Regions from separate parts of the Triticum aestivum genome. Here region 1 is linked to region 2. A link is a contact called in public Hi-C data. All regions are on one chromosome and are shown on one strand. Each heading gives the region's core, a stretch centred on a gene start, on an enhancer-like site or on the middle of the called end of the contact. The rest is flanking DNA. Distances are from core to core; before and after follow the strand shown.

What was found. Hi-C and Micro-C count contacts between places; a contact is called where the count stands out from the background.
Region 1: a contact with region 2 is called in a Hi-C map of leaf, with 4 times the contacts expected there. The contact joins two enhancer-like sites. A contact is called at or near these places in 2 of 5 Hi-C or Micro-C datasets (both in leaf).

What each region holds. Positions count from the first base shown.
Region 1 is chr5B:112,594,909-112,597,608 of IWGSC CS RefSeq v2.1, forward strand. No RefSeq gene overlaps it. Among protein-coding and RNA genes, the nearest start is that of LOC123110686, 7.0 kb to the right of the region's middle. Within about 2 kb of position 1,448, at least 6 of the 8 cell types and tissues checked have an H3K27ac peak or open chromatin away from gene starts, as enhancers often do. A contact at or near this core is called in leaf, where this site is marked.
Region 2 is chr5B:111,831,419-111,834,118 of IWGSC CS RefSeq v2.1, forward strand. No RefSeq gene overlaps it. Among protein-coding and RNA genes, the nearest start is that of LOC123110685, 7.0 kb to the left of the region's middle. Within about 2 kb of position 1,278, at least 5 of the 8 cell types and tissues checked have an H3K27ac peak or open chromatin away from gene starts, as enhancers often do. A contact at or near this core is called in leaf, where this site is marked.

The DNA of each region.
Region 1 (2,700 bases), core at 198-2,697, 760 kb after region 2:
CGTCGCCCCTTCGGCCTTAGCGCCGCGGCCCGCGATCGACTTCCCGTGGTATGTGTCGCGCCGCCTCCCTTGGCGCTGGTACACCACCTTCCACACCGGTCTTTGTCATGATGTCGGGTTATTCGCCTCCCTCGAGCATCGCCGCCGCGCTCCTAACCTAGCGCCGCCGCTCTTCTTCGGTCGTCGTCGTCGCTACCCCCTTAGCCGCCACGGTCGCCCGTCCACCCCGTTCGTCTTCGTCAAGCACCAGCCCGTCGCTAGCATCGTCGTTATCTACCCCGACCACTTCGTCTACTCCGACAACCACGGGCGACATTGGCCCCGCCCTGATTGGCGCCGCAACTGTCGCTGAGTCCTACTTTGTTGGCCTCTCTGACTTCTTCGACATGGCGTACAGCTCATGCAGGTCCTAGTCTACGCATGCCCGATGGTGGCACACCGGTGTGTGCCTTCGTCCACGACGTGTCCCTGGACCTGGCAAGCCTGGTGCGGCGCTTCGTCAACTTCATCTTCGCCCGTCTACGCATGCTCGGTGCTGCCAACACCGATGCGTGCCTTCGTCCATGATGTGTTCCCGGTCTTGGCAACCCCAGCGCGACGCGTCTTCAACAACGTCTTCTCTCCGGTGCACCACTACTTCGACACTACTGCGCCTATGACTAACTCGGCACTTCCTTGCACCCGCGGCTCCACGGCGACTTCCTCGACCCCGGCTATCCCAACTCGACATCGACCACGGCATTCTTCGCGCGACTACCTCGACCACGGCTTCACCACCCTACGCTCTCGGTTATCTTGACAACCGGCATAAAGGGCTATCGCCTTGCTTGAGCAACCTCGTCGGTTCCCACTCCAGCCACAACTACCACGATGCATCGACCTTTACGACCGGGGGGGGGGGGGGGGGGGTCCGTCGGTGTGCCTTCGGATTCTTCTCCAGTTTCACTGTCTGCGTTGCTACCGTTGTGACTGCGGGGGATGTTGAGTATATGATCATTAGGAAGTATAGGATAGACTAGGATTTGGTCCTACCTTGTCTTGTACTCCAAGTTAATTATTGTACTCCTGTATATATGTCCATGAGGCTCAAACAATACATCGAATATTCCATCAATTCTCTCTCTCCCTTCTAACACCAATGACTCCAAACGGCCATTTCGCTCGTGCGGTGGGTGCGTGCAATGCGCATCGCAAACGTACGATACGATCGTATATAGGTGAGGTGGAGTTACCGTCTCTCAACCTCTCCGACAGCGACGCGGACGCGACGGACGACGGCTACACGAGTACGAAATAAACACGTACACGTATGCAGTACGTACGTACACTGTCGTCACCAGGGGCGCGCGTCGCCTGAAAAAACTGCTCGATTATGTGTAGGTGTGCCATGCAAAAAATAATAATTTATGTGTAGGTGTGTGCGCGACCCGATCATCTAGATGCATGTATGGTCCTGATCGACCGTCCATCCTTGGCTTCGCTTTCCCGGTGGGCTGTGGGATGGCCCTTTGTTTTGGCCGTTGGATGGATCGGGGACCCCGGGTGGTCCACACGTGCGCTTGTTACGCGCACGCATGATTGCAACGTGACCGCGCACGTATTTTGGAACGAAGGGAGTACGTACTACCAACCAACCAATCTTCCTGCAGGTGCAGGATACGCTAGCTCTCTTTTGACAGCAAGGATACTCACGTGCATGCACCGTAAATGTAAAGTGGACGGAGTTTCCGTTAGGTTGTGTGGGTTATTTTCGTAACTACAACAGACAGTGGATTTTGTGGAGTTGACAACTCGAGCTTGAGCAGTAATAACAAGATACTACTAGAAGGAAAGTGTTTCCATCTTGTTGACGTTGTTGATTGTTGTTGTTGTTGTTGTTGTTGTTTTGAACTACTCAGTGGTAGTTGCATGGGGACCAAAGCAGATGCAGCCATCCTAAATTAGGGGAAGCAAGGCAGGGGAAGAGCCGGAGAGGACTGAGGACCACCACCTAGCTATAGCCATAGCCATAGCGGGGGGCTCCGGCCTCCGGGATGGGGGAGCAAAGGAACAAGTATCCGTCCCCATCCATCAAATGGCAAAAGATCGACGGACGACCTCTCCCTCCCTTTTCACAAGAGAAAAGAAAGTCTCGTAAGAACGAGGCTATACTAGGCTGGTCCCGTCCCGTCCCCGGTCCTGGCTATAGCTTGTGTGGTGCGGTGGCATGCAGCAGCGGCGGCAATGGGCAATGGCATAGTGCTCTGCAGTACTAGCAGTAGTACCCTGACTAGGACTGTAGCGGCGTCTCGATCGATCGCCAGAGCACTGGCTGGGCTGGCGGGGGCTGCCTCCTTTGTCTGGTTGCCCATCCTCTTCTTCCCGTGTCGTGCCCCCTGATGCGAAATCAGATGGCGCGGCAGGGGAGCGGAGCTGCAGCTGCAGCTGCAGAGGTGGTGGGTGGTGGTGGCCTCGCGCTGCTGCCTTTGGATGGACGCGTCTCGTCTCCTTTTAATGCCGCACGCGCCGCGCCGTGCTGCCACCACGAGGGCGCAAGGGCCACCGTCGCAGGCCAGGACCGCCGGGCGGGAAAAGTCGCCGCGCGGCCGGCCGGGGCCGGCTGATCCGGCCAAAGGGCCGCGGCCTTTTCTCCTTCTGTTCTTCGATGATCGCCACTGGTTTTTTGTTATACATACTTTGTGTTGTGCGGCAAAAAGCAAA
Region 2 (2,700 bases), core at 28-2,527:
GGAACTCCGCTTCACCAGCAGCCGTGACATGGGAGGATTTCGAGACGCTCAAGCTTCGTTTCCCGGCCGCCGCAATCTGGAGAGAGCCGGCCGGAGCGCCAGGTGACGCTCCTTCTGATGGAGGGGGAAATGTCACACCTGCACCCACTAGTGCCACGGTGGACCTGATCAGCCAATAGGAGGAGGAGGAACAAGTCATCGGGCGAAGTCAGCATCGGGACAGAGTCGCGAGAGGCTACTTTACCTGCCCCTGCGTGGGCGCGTGCGTGTGTGGTGTGTATTGAGCTCTCACTCTGTCATCTACCTGTATCTGAACCTTCCTCTCATCCAGTAAAGCTACTTTCCTCCTTCTCTGAATCTCTCCCCCTTTCCCCTCGTGCGATCTGTTCGTGTGGGTCGTCACAAGAACAACGCCTAAAATGCAGGTATGTGCGGTTCCGGAGACGCGGGGGCGTTGTATGCAGTGCATGCGGGCGTCGCGTCGTGTCATGGCAGCGACATGTTGTATGTGCTTGTTGCCTAGCAGTGAACGCTGTGGAGGGAAAAAAAAGGAGAGAAAAGGGTTCCCGTGGAGCAGCGTGCTCGATGCGTCTCTGTATGACCTTGTGACGCGCTTTTGAGGCAGGTTTTAGGATCACTACCAGGTGTCGTTAAAGTGGATCCATTCCATGGTGCAAGAATCAAGATCACCTGACCAAAAGCAGGAGACCCTCTTTTCGTTGTTTAATGCTGGTATACTTTTGATGGAGGAGACCAACTGTGTCAACTGAAAAAAGAAGCAAATACTGTTGGTTGTATGCATAGGGATTGCATTGCATGGATCCAGCAGTCGTTATTAAAGAGAGAAAAGATGAGAGTAAGAATTCCTATGCAATAGTTTATGAAAACAGAAAGTGTCTCGGTAGACTGAGATTTAGCAAGAGTGAAACATAAATTTGTACTCCAAAGCTCGTGTGTTCGAAGGGCCCCTAGGAAAGAAACAAATCTTGCAACAAAAATTCAAGATGGTTTTACATGCATGATTGAGGAATGGCAAAAACTTGGATCCGCCGAATCATGGCGCTAGCTAGGCCATGCATGCGTATATGCGCAACCGTTGGTCCCATTGGGTGGTGACAAAACAATGATGGGATCTCTAGCTCTAGACAGCGCTGTTGCGAGCATGCATAGGGCCTCCTGTATTATTGATGGGACCTCACCCCTGACCTCGCATCCCTTGGCCCCTCCCTCTACTGTAGCGGGCGTACGAGTGCTTGCTATACCTCTCCTACTTAGCAACTTCCAAATGAGCCGCATGTACTCATGTTTACAGGTAGAGAGTGCCAGGAAGGTGCTGTACTGAGTGTGTCTGTGTGCGTGGTCACCGGCCGGCCGTAAGATGCATGTAAACGCAGCATCGATTCGACTACTTGTACACGTATACTGCTTTCTTCCCCGTGTCTTTGTACTCTCCTAGTATAGTACTGCAAATAATGCATCGTGTCTTGCCAGTATGATTAGGGGTCAATCTTCTAGTTCTGGCCATGGGTGTACTTCTTCCTTGGCTCTTTTATTTACTATAAACCCTAGAATTATCCGTCGATGCATTGAGCGCAATGGCCACCATCAGACCAATGAACAAAGCACTAGACTCCACTTATGTACGTACCCCACATTCATGGGAGATTACTGCTACTCCCATGTAAACGGCCCCAAATTGTTGTCCCTGCTTGGATTCATGGGTTAGAGTTAGTTTGGGTTAGTTTGGACTCAACTAACCCAAAAATATAGGGTTAGTTTGGGTTAGATGCATCTAACCCTTTCAAAAAAAAAACGAACCCACCCAAGAGGTGCTTATTTGGGTTAGTTCTCCTCGGGACCACTAAAAAACACATTTTTTTCTCTCGCTCTCCCCGCAGCAGATCCCTCCCCACTTCCTCGTGATAGACCTTGGGATCGGAGTAGGCTGGATCATCCGGTGAACCTACCTTCTCCACGTGCTGACGAGCTCGATCCAGCACCGGCCATGGTGATGACAGAGTGTGGGCGAGGTGGTGGCGGCGGAGCTTCCCGTCGACCTAGCGCAAACCCTAGATCGAATTGGTGTGTTGGTGGTGTTGTGGTGCATGGTCAACCTCATGATGCGTGCCCCGGCACCCCACCTCTTTATATTGCGCTGGCAACAGGGGCCCACCAACCATGGTTTGGTTGGGCGCCCCGATCAGGGCGCGAGTCAGGGGCCCGTTCGACCCGTTGGGTTCGAACAGGATAGAGTTCAACCTAACACCTCGAAGCTTCTCGTCCTCCCCCCCCCCCCTCTCGCACCACCCCTGAAGGCGCCTCGCCATATCCGCGCTCTCGTCCGCCCCCGGTAAGCAGCTCCGCCCTATCCTCCCGTTCCAACCCCCTCGTCTCTCCGCCGCCCATCGGTAAGCAGTCGCGGCTCCTTGCGCGGCCCGTCCCCATCGGCCTCGGTCAGCGCGGCTCCTTGCGCGGAGATGGCGGATTCGGCCGGCGGGCTGTACGAGAGGCCAGCACAGCTCCTTGCCGAGCGCGTCCCAGTTTGCCTCGGCCACACCAAATCCGGCAGAAAATAGGGTCCAAAGTAGCCAAATGATTGAGAAAGAGCATTTATTGTTAATCTAACCCAGCCATCCAAAACACCCCTTTGGTTAGAGTTAGGTGAGGATTAGTTCAGGGTTAGACCCAACAGGGCCGATG